2 separate regions of the Zea mays genome follow, and region 1 is linked to region 2. The links are chromatin contacts, called in public Hi-C maps. All regions are on one chromosome and are shown on one strand. Each heading gives the region's core, a stretch centred on a gene start, on an enhancer-like site or on the middle of the called end of the contact. The rest is flanking DNA. Distances are from core to core; before and after follow the strand shown. Region 1 holds the start of LOC103641061. Region 2 holds the start of LOC100275054.

What was found. Hi-C and Micro-C count contacts between places; a contact is called where the count stands out from the background.
Region 1: a Hi-C map of root tip shows a contact between it and region 2, with 8 times the contacts expected there. The contact joins the promoter of LOC103641061 here to the promoter of LOC100275054 in region 2. A contact is called at or near these places in 10 of 25 Hi-C or Micro-C datasets (bundle sheath, ear, endosperm and 5 more) and 1 of 3 datasets of contacts at active chromatin or transcription factors (leaf).

Annotation. Positions count from the first base shown.
Region 1 is chr1:184,896,866-184,901,999 of Zm-B73-REFERENCE-NAM-5.0, reverse strand. It overlaps LOC103641061, which reads right to left and starts at 1,642. Exons shown (of 2, transcript XM_008664460.4): 1 at 1,269-1,642; 2 at 1-1,154. The coding sequence starts at 1,428. The coding sequence ends at 937.
Region 2 is chr1:184,757,488-184,763,141 of Zm-B73-REFERENCE-NAM-5.0, reverse strand. LOC100275054 reads left to right here and starts at 1,333. Exons shown (of 1, transcript NM_001365470.1): 1 at 1,333-2,258. The coding sequence starts at 1,443. The coding sequence ends at 2,021. It overlaps LOC103641024, which reads right to left. Exons shown (of 4, transcript NM_001363920.1): 4 at 4,321-5,227. The coding sequence ends at 4,713. LOC103641011 reads right to left here and starts at 4,285. Exons shown (of 6, transcript XM_035964159.1): 1 at 4,188-4,285; 2 at 3,830-4,049; 3 at 3,537-3,678; 4 at 3,276-3,396; 5 at 3,116-3,178; 6 at 2,609-2,962. The coding sequence starts at 4,193. The coding sequence ends at 2,816.

The DNA.
Region 1 (5,134 bases), core at 393-2,892, 140 kb before region 2:
AAAATCCTTGCCAAAGACTTCTTCCACTAGCTTCAAGAGCTGCTGAATATGAAGACTGCTACTTGCTTGTGGAAGAGGCACTTCATAGAGTGAGTAAGCAAGGGGAAGAAGAAGAAACCCGAGGAACTCCTAATGTGGATGCTAGCAAGCCTAGCGTTGAAGAATCATTTAGTTTAACTGAACCATTCAAACATGTAGCTGGACTGAAGGAGAAAGAAAAGCAAAAGAGTGGATCAAAACAAAAAAAAAAGTTAGGCTGAAAAATTGCAGAAGAAGAAGAAAGCAAACAAGAATAAAACAAACTATCCTATACAGTACAAAAGAAAATGAAAGCTCTGTACCAGACTCTCAAGCATATGAATCACTTAATAGCTTTACCCAACTCATTAAGGTACATCGTCGCCTTCTCTCTCTCTCTCTTAATATTGCAGCAATGCAGCCTATATTCTAAACACATGGTAAACTTAACTAATGGATGATACAAGCTTTTGTACATGAAGATGTGAAAAAATAATGGCATACTGTCTTTTGTTAAGCTTTTTGAGTATGGCTGCTTTTCTTAAGCAAATCTTAGTTTAGAGATTTTAATTGTTGCTAAATAAAGCTGTGGATGCCAGGGAAAAAAAACTAGTTCAGTTTATGGCTATGCATTATGTATGCCTAAGGACTAGTGGGAATTGGCCATGCTTTGATTATGATTTCTCTCCTTTTACCGTTTATAGCTGCATGTTTGATTCTGATTCTCATTACCTCACAACATTAACATCGCGGCTTATAGGAGGAAAAAAAGATAACCAGTAGAGTGAAAGGGGTGCGGCTGAATGAGAAACTATGATACCATCACTGCTTATGGTGTAGTGGAAATAGCATCGGTGTCCTGCTTATGGTGTGGAGAAGAGAGAATGCAACGGCGGATCCCCATCCGTGTTCCGGCAGTTACACGGTGGCTGTGCTGTGCTGTGCAACGAAAGGTCTCCGCCTCCCTTCCAGAACGGGGCTTGGTTTCGCTGGGAGGGCAAAAGAAGAGCCTTCCCTTTCCTTGGCCCTTTCCCTCGCGGCGGCGCTCCCTTTTCTCTTCTTACTCCTCATTTTTCCCCATTTCCGGCTCCTTTCAGATCCAATCCAATCCAACAGATCAATCAATCGAAGACAATCTGTGTATATGATAGTATTTGTGAATGGAGGTTACTTTAATAGTAGACGTGATACAGGGCAGGGCTACAAGCGAGAACAACTCAGATGGGGGAGTATGAGTAGATAATATCAACCGGGGAATCTGCCGGAGAGGAGCATGGCGAAGAGGAGGACGAGGATGTAGAGGAGGATGACGATGATCTTGGTGTGGAACAAGGCCAGCAAGAGCTTCACCACGAACACCAGCAGCAGCGCGTTGAACAGCAGCGTCAGCAACTCCTCCATACCTGCCATGCCATGCCCCCACACACCTGACCTGACCTTGGATGCGCTTCTGATGATCCACACCACCCACTGCAATCAAAGGCATCGGAGCAGGTGACAGCGACATGTTTTGTTTATTTCTGTTGCTTGTGCTAATTAATTACTCCCTCCGTTTCTTTTTATTAGTCGCTGGATAGTGCAATTTTGTACTATCTAGCGACTAATAAAAAGAAACAGAGGGAGTACTATATATCACTCCTACTCCACCAGCCTATACATATAGCCGTCTATATGTTTGTTTCGTTCCCTAATCAATCAAAGCACAAGAAATCAAGCAGCACGTGACATAGCATTGGTTACCTAGCAGGGCATGTAAGACAAGGTATCGATTTTCTTCTAAGTACAAGAAACAGCATATAATATAAGTCTAGGTCTCTAGATCATAATTGTAATGAATAGACAATATATATGAATAATCGTTTAAAGACGGACTCTTTATAAAAAAACTGTCTACTTTGTTTTGATAATTAACCTCTAAATAAAGTCATGTCAAGAAATCCTATATTAAATCTGTGGTGTTTTGTCAAAAAATCTTATATTAATTAAGGTTGTATATATATTCCATAGATAATTATTCTTTATATGTGTATTAAAAACACGTACAAATAATATAAATAACAAACGGTTGTCTATTTACGCTGTTTATGTAATTTTTAATTTATGTGTAGATCATGTATAGAATATGGATCGAAAGTCATACATTATTGCTTTACCATCACTTGGCATAAGTCGTCTCCTACGATTGCTTTAAGGGTAGCACGATGTCTCGTTTGTAGTAGCACCCGTGTCATAATTCAACACGACGTAGTAGCACACGTGTCACAATCACGTATGGTCAGCATATTGAAAAACAAAACAGGACGTCAGCGGCAAACAACACACGTGTCATAATCACGTATGGTCAGCATAGGCGGTCAGTGACAAACGGACGACGAAGAGCAAGATCTTGTACTCCTTCCGTCTAATCCATCTGTTTTAACGTTTTAATAGATTCATACAATATTTAATACATGTTTATGTATATATGTATATATATATCAAGTATTATAATTAGAGGTACTCAGATTATACCTCTAAACATGTTTAACACCTAACTATCGAAAAAATCATAAGACATTTCCAAGGTCAAGAAAGGACGAATCACGATTCGCCTAAGACCTCGCTCGACGGTAGTTCAAAACTCCGCCTCACCCGAGCCTGTCCTCGAGCAAGGGCAGCACTCGGAGAAATCCTCGTCTCGCCCGAGATCCTCTCTTCATGGAATGGCGGTTTCTGCCTCGTCCGAGCCCGTCTCAGACAGGAGGACAACCCAAGCCCAGCATCAGTCCAAGATCACGGGAATCGTGGAGACATGCGCATTTAATGCGATGATTCGAAAACTTACCCCACGCAATTGAAAGTCGCCTAGAAGGGGGTGAATAGGCAAATCTGAAATCTATAAATTTAAGCACAACTACAAGCCGGGGTTAGCGTTAGAAATATAATCGAGTCCGAAAGAGAGGGCGAAAACAAATCACAAGCGAATAAGAACGGATGACACAATGATTTGTTTTTACTGAGGTTCGGTTCTTGCAAACCTACTCCCCGTTGAGGTGGTCACAAAGACCGGGTCTCTTTCAACCCTTTCCCTCTCTCAAACGGTCACTTAGACCGAGTGAGCTTTTCTCTTCAATCAAACGGGACACTTAGTCCACTATAAGGACCACCACAACTTGGTGTCTCTTGCTTTGATTACAAGTGAGTTGAGAACAAGAATGGAGGAAGAAGAAAAGCGATCCAAGCGCAAGAGCTCAAAGAACACGACAAAACTCTCTCTTCTAGTCACTAATGCTTTTGAGTGGAATTGGGACTTGGAGAGATTTTGATTCAATCTATTTGTGTCTTGTATTGAATGCACTAGCTCTTGCATTGAATGTGTTGGCTGAAAACTTGGATGCCTTGAAGTGTCGGTGGTTGGGGGTATTTATAGCCCCAACCACCAAAGTGGCCATTGGGGAAGGCTGCAGTCGAAGGGCGCACCGGACACTGTCCGGTGCGCCAGCCACATCACCCAACCGTTAGGGTTCGACCGTTGGAGCTCTGACATGTGGGGCCACCGGACAGTCCGGTGGTGCATCGGACATGTCCTGTTCACTGTCCGGTGCGCCTTCTGGCGCCTGCTCTGACTCTGCGCGCGCAGTCCGCACTGTTCACTGTACACTTTTGCAGTCGACCATTGGCGCTGTAGCCGTTACTCCGCATGGCACACCGGATAGTCCGGTGCTACACCGGACAATCCGATAAATTATAGCGGAGGGGCTCCCCGAATTCCCGAAGCTGAGCAGTTCAAAGTGATTCTCCCTGGTGCACCGGACACAGTCCGGTGGCACACCGGACAGTCCGGTGCGCCAGACCAGGGCAGCCTTCGGTTGCTTTGCTCCTTTCTTTTTGAACCCTTTCTTTGAGCTTTGTATTGGTTAATTGTGAACCTTTGGCACCTGTAGAACTTATGATCTAGAGCAAACTAGTTAGTCCAATTATTTGTGTTGGGCAATTCAACCACCAAAATCATTTAGGAAAAGGTTTGAACCCTATTTCCCTTTCAATCTCTCCCTTTTTGGTGATTGATGCCAACACAAACCAAAGCAAATATATAAGTGCAGAATTGAACTAGTTTGCATAAGGTAAGTGCAAAGATTACTTGGAATTAAACCAATTTATACATTCATAGGATATGCATGGATTGCTTTATTTATTTTAACATTTTGGACCACGCTTGCACCACTTGTTTTGTTTTTGCAAATGTTTTGGAAATTCTTTTTCAAAGTCTTTTGCAAATAGTCAAAGGTATATGAATAAGATTTTGAGAATCATTTTCAAGATTTGAAATTTTCTCCCCCTGTTTCAAATGCTTTTCCTTTGACTAAACAAAACTCCCACTCAATGAAATTCTCCTCTTAGCGTTCAAGAGGGTTTTAGATATTAATTTTGAAAGAGGTCATACCAATTTTAAATTATATAAAAAATAAGATACCAATTGAAAAACTTCTTTAATACAAATTGAAAAGACTACATTTTTTGAAATTGGTGGTGGTGCGGTCCTTTTGCTTTGGACTAATACTTTCTCCCCCTTTGGCATGAATCGCCAAAAACGGATACTTGTGAGTGAAATATAAGCCCTTTTTTACTTTCTCTCCTCCTTTGGCAAACAACATATGAGTGAAGATTATACCAAATTGGAGAGCGGTGCGGAGTTACGGTGAAGGATGAATAATTCGATGGAGTGGAGTGGAAGCCTTGTCTTTGCCGAAGACTCCATTTCCCTTTCAATCTATGACTTAGCATAAAATACACTTGAAAAATACATTAGTCATAGGAAGTGAAAAAGATATGATCAAAGGTATATAAGCTATGTGTGCAAAATATCAATCAAAATTCCTCGAATCAAGAATGTTTAGCTCATGCCTCAGTTTGGTAAAGGTTTTCTCATCTAATGGCTTGGTAAAGATATCGGCTAATTGTTCTTTGGTACTAACATATGCAATCTCGATATCCCCATTTGTTGGTGATCCCTTAAAAAGTGATACCGAATGACTATGTGCTTAGTGCGGTTGTGCTTAACGGGATTATCCGCCATGCGGATTGCACTCTCATTATCACATCGGAGAGGAACTTTAGTTAATTTGTAACCATAGTC
Region 2 (5,654 bases), core at 84-2,583:
CGGCATGATGTGCGCGGGCTGGGCCGAGTTCGCGCAGGACAACGGGCTCACCGTCTCCGATGCCTGCGAGTTCGTGCCACCACCACTCCATGCCCATGGCTCCGGCTCCGACGTCCTTCAAGTCCACCTCGTGAGGGGCGGCGGCACCTCTTGACAGCACAGCCCAGCCACCGCCCCTTGGTTTCGTTCTCAAATCTTACCAAACGACAGCCATCGTGCATGTTTTCGTTGAATTGTGAGTTGTTCCAGTGCCATGCTGCAGCAGAGACGGTTCCACATTAATATATATAGTTAAAAATAGTTTTTATTATAGTATAGTTTTTAGTATAAAAGAAATTAGGATATGTAATTTTTCACCTTTTCTATGCAATTAGTGATGGTATTCGAATTGAATAGAAGAGAGTAAAATATTTGTGATGGCAAATAAGGTACTCATTGACAGGGAAGGTGTTCTTGGAGTTAGATAAACCCCTAATTAGTTAGGGTTGTTCCGATCACCATCAAGGAGAGCATGCCTGCCACTCGTCTAGAGGTGGTACGGTAAGCAGGCAGGCTAGAGGAAGGGGGATGGCTGAGAGGGAGATCGATGCTGAAGAAGATATTGAGATCATTGTTTGCATCGGGGTCCCTTGAGAAGATGCAGGATCACCAAGAAGAAGCAAAGGAAAGAGAGAGGGGGTTGGAGAAGGAACGTAGCTGTGAAGCAACTTTTGAGGACATGTTATGTTTCGGAGCAAGAGGAATATGAATGAATGAAATTAGAGAAGCTAAAATTTTGAAATTGAATAGTAAGAGAATTTTAGGCCCTTCCATTCCTCTCCTCTGTCTGCCAAACAAGCTCTCTCAATCGTCGTCGTCGTCATCGATCGGCAATGCAGAGACACAGGCGGGCAGCCACGGGTGCAGAGCGCACCGCTCAATGGCGAGCTGCCACTGCCAAGCTAGCTATCTCTTCATTCCACAGGCTTCCATGCATCGTCGGGTTCGCCATTAAAACTTGCACTGTGTAGGTGTCACCTCACGGTAGATGCGTGAAGAGCATGGTTGGCTGGATCGGCCATACATGCATGACTCGCTCCACATGCACCTTCTTCTTCTTCTCCTGGTAGCTAGATCGTCGAGCAGACAGCAGAGCATGCATGCATTTACTTCTCACTCACCTGTACTTTACTCGGATCACCGCTTCCCGTCCGTCACTACTAGCTAGCTAGATCGAGATCGACTAGCTGGCTGGCGGCATGCATGCCCAGTGCCCAACTCGCTGGATGCCTGGCCTGGATCGTAGTCTAGTCTAATCTATATAAATATGTATAACACCAGCTGACCAGCACCAGCACCTCCATCTTCATTGCGACCTGCAGAGAGAGACCTGAGCCCTAGCCACCAAAAAAGAAAAAGAAAAGCCGAGAGATAAGGAGAAGGCACATTATTATTGATCCGGTATGCCTAGCGGGTGGCGCAACACCGCCGGAATCATGGCGTGCTGCAGCAGCAGCAGCCTGAGCCTGAGCCTGGTGCTCCTGGTTGTCATCCTGGCGCTGACGCCCGCCGAGGCCAGCAGAGCCATGCCAACGACGACCACCACGACGGCCATAGGCGGCACTACTACTAACAGCAACGACAGCCAGCAGAAGCATGGTCAGAGAGCTGCTGCGTCCGGCGTGAACGCCGACCAGAAGACCTTCCTGCCGGGCTACGTCGGCGGCGTCGGAGGGTTCGCTGGCGCCGGCGCCGGCCTCGGGGGCATCGGAGGCGTTGCGGGAGGCATTGGCGGTGGTGTCGGCGGCCTCGGAGGTGTCGTAGGTGGTGGACTCGGAGGGTTTGGACCGCTTGGTGGTGCTGGAGGCGGATCAGGCCTTGGTGGCGGGTCAGGTCTCGGCGGCCTTGGTGGTCTCGGCGGCGGCGGCGGCCTTGGCGGTGGCGGCGGCCTTGGTGGCGGCTCAGGATCGGGTCTGGGCGGCAGCGGTGGCCTTGGCGGTGGCAGTGGGCTCGGTGGCGGCGGTGGCTGCCTTCACCCGTGATCGTGAACGTGAAGCTTAGCGTGCATGACTGCTTGCACACACGTGTCCGCTGCTTCTAAATTCTCCGGTCCTATTCTCACGCACTAGCTTCCTGCTTTGCACGTTACATGTTTCTTGGCTTCTATATAGTACTCTATATATGTACGATGCATGCATGCATCATCCATCCTAAAGCTTGTGTCGTCAGTCGTGTCCACGCACGCATAATGCAGCATCCCTCTGTTTGTTTATCATGCATCTTTATTAGACAGCTTGTGTTTTTTGTAATTGGACGTCCGTTCTCAAAATAAAGTGCAACAAGTTACGAAGGCGGCAAACTATATACGTATACAGCAGATGTTCTATGGCTGATGCTTCATTTGGATGTTGATATTGGCGGGCATGTATTTGAATTGGGTTCAAATACCAAAACCAGTCATGGTATTGAAATAATACGATTCTAATTCTAACATGTACAAGATCATCTTCGTACATATCTGCACAACTACTACAATTTGGATCCTTCGTTCAACAACCTCGACTGAGCCGTGAAGGATTTTTTCCCTTTTGTTTTGTAAATTTGTAGCTGAGTATGGGGAATGAGAAGGTGCAAATAAAACACGGTCTTTAGTAGTTTCTACTATGATCTTTTTTTTAAGTAAATACATCTTGCCGAGAAAAGTTCTCTAGGTTAGAGGGGAGCAAGAAAGTGACTCTGATGATATATAGTAAAAAAGTAGAATCTCTAAATTAGATATGTTTATAGGTAGCGAGCAAAAGACCAGCACCAGCACATTTTTTAAAAAAAAAAATAATCACTTGCTGCATCCGCCATGGCAAATTGAGAGGACTATGATAAGGATGAGCGCGACCACGACGCCGAGGACGATGAGCTTCACCTTCATGTTCTGGTACCACATCCTGCGCCGCAGCTGCACGCCTTGCCGCCTGAAATCAACGGCCTACCACAAACACAATTAGAGCCGGCCGGTGTTGGTGTTTCAATTCTTCTCTATTGTTGCGTCTGACTGACGACACCGGCAAGTTGCTCAAGGGATAGGCGGTACTGTCAACGATACGAACAGAGAGAACTGGAAGAAAAAACGCGTACAGACCTCGTCGTGGAGCTGCTCCGTCCTTGTGACAAGCCCGTCGATCTGCTGTCCGCGATCAAAGGCCTGAAACATTTGTTCCATCAAATGAATCCCCTCCCTCTCCCAGAATTGGATAACTGATGAATGAAAGCACAGGTAACTATCGAAGGTTGGTTGTTACCTTGTCGATGTTTTCCATCATGATGCTTTTCACCTGATCCACCTGGGCCTTCACTCTGGACAGCTTGCTCACTTCCTCTGGGTGATCCGTGCAGTACTGCATCTGGTCTCTAAGCCTGGGCCTGTAAGTGTTGATCAAAGCATGCACAGCCGCATTGCCGCAATGAGGAATAATAATAATAATAAAAGAAAAACCGAAATAAAATGCATCTTCTTCTTCTTCCTCCTCCTCCTCTTTGCATGCATGCAGACGAACTGTTACCCGAAATCTCGGGTGAGACTGTTGGCTGTAGCCGTTCCTGCTTCGCCACCTGAATATCTCCTGTTGAATTCCTCCTTTATCATCTCCAGGAAGGCCATAGGGATCTGCCGCCCAGCCGACTCGGTGGCAACGACGCAGTATGCTGCAATAATTAGTTTGGTCTCCCCCAGCCCAGGTAGGTGGTGGAGTGGAGTTGACCAAAACATAAATCACTAGTTCTTTTCTGTTGTGTGTGTGTGTTTGTTTGTTTGTTCAAAGATTTATGGTTGCAAGAACACAGAGATGGAGTGTACCGTATCCGTCGCTGACGAGGAAGTTGAAGGTGTGGGCGTCGCAGGTGTAGGTGAACCGGTTGTTCCCCGCCGGCAGCTTGTGCAGGCACTGCGCGGCGATGTCCCGGAAGTTGCCCGTGTAGGACGTGTGCTCCGCCACCGCCACCGTGCCCCGCGCCACCATGGCGTAGATGAGCGCCCCGGAAGCAGCAGGTCTCTCCATCTCCGGCGGCGGCGGCGGCTGCGCCATCCACCTGGTCGATGTGAGCTAGAGAAGGAAGAAACGGAACGGACAAGGTGGTGGTCTGATGATGGCCGGTGTCTTAAGCTTAGTGGCCAAGACAATTAATGGTGGTCTTTACGATGTGCAAGTACTTACCCCCATCGACGGACGCAAGGAAGCTATGTATGTCTGATGTAGTCAATGGTGGTCGAAAGGAGCCGCCGCGTTGGAAGGACTCCCAACTTGTCGTCAAGGGTTCTAGAGAGAGAGATGGGTTGGACGACGAACAAGTCGCAATCCCACCACCAAATCCCCCTTTGATTAGTTCGTTGGATAACGACTTGCCTTGTTGAGGCGACAATCCCTCCTTCTGTCCTAAGATTCAATCTCACCCATGCATGCATATCCTTCCATTCCAAATGTTGCTATCTCCAGTCTACCACTTGCTATCTGAACATTCAGATGTTCAGATATTCAGATGTCTGAACAAATAAGTCGTCAGCAATTCCTATCAAGCTGCGACGGCGTCCATCACAACATGGACAGCTCAAACTAAGCTAAAATATATTGATCACAACATGGCCGGACGATCAAGTACATGTAATGCGGAGGGAGGGAGGGCTCTACAGACAGACGACTAGTGTGGGTGTGGTAGTACAACAGCAACGTAGAAGCACAGGTTTACTTGCACTGCCTTGGGTGGAACTTCTCCTCCGACAGCAACGACGTGACCAGCCGCTGCAGCCGCGCGGCTCCACGGCCAGGCACAACAAGCCCGGTGTCTCCGACCACCGAGCAAGGGTCGCTCCCGTTCTCCCGCGTCCCAGCGCACCAGCCCCCGGGAGTCGGCACGTCCGCGCCGCGGCCCAGGATCTCCTCGTCTATCCTGTCCAGCACCGGGTCGTCCTCGTGGAACTTGCGGGCGAACGGCGCGTCGCTGGCGACCATGCGGTCCAGGTCCTCCGCCGTCAAGTAGTGCGGGTGCTGCTTCGGAGGGTTGTCCCACGAGATGTAGTGCAGGTCGTGGTTCACCGTCGTGTTCTTGAACTCCTCCGCGTTGCACACAACGGTGTGGAAGTATCCTTCCGGCGACGAGATGAAGTTTGAGTAGTACATGAGCACTGTGCGAGGTAGGTTGTCCCAGCCCCATATGCAGTATTCCACAAAGGGCCTGGACAGTGCCATCCAGGCAGAACCTGCGATGTCATAGGCTCATCAGGTGCTTCTATATCTGAATCAGTAACTGACATATATAGATGCCTGGTTATCCTTATGAGCTGTCTGGACCTAGAGTAGTGTTTATATCTAAGCTGTAGTGTCTGTTTAAGAAATTGGAATCAATTAATTTCCTGCCTACACAGAGAAGTGCAAAGCTCCTTTGGGGGGATGGCTAAGCATGGATAATGGATGTAGAAACCTGAGCACCATATTTATATTAATGAAAAAACCTGATTTTTGTGGTAAAAGTTCATTGACACGGTTTCATTAATATATAAATTAGTAACTGACACATAAAACAAGGATAGCCTTTCAAAAATTAATGGCAGCTAACATAAATGCATCAGGGGAGTAATCGAGCCAGGAATGCCTTGGTTGGTTTCCAGAACAGGAGGTCATCTTTAC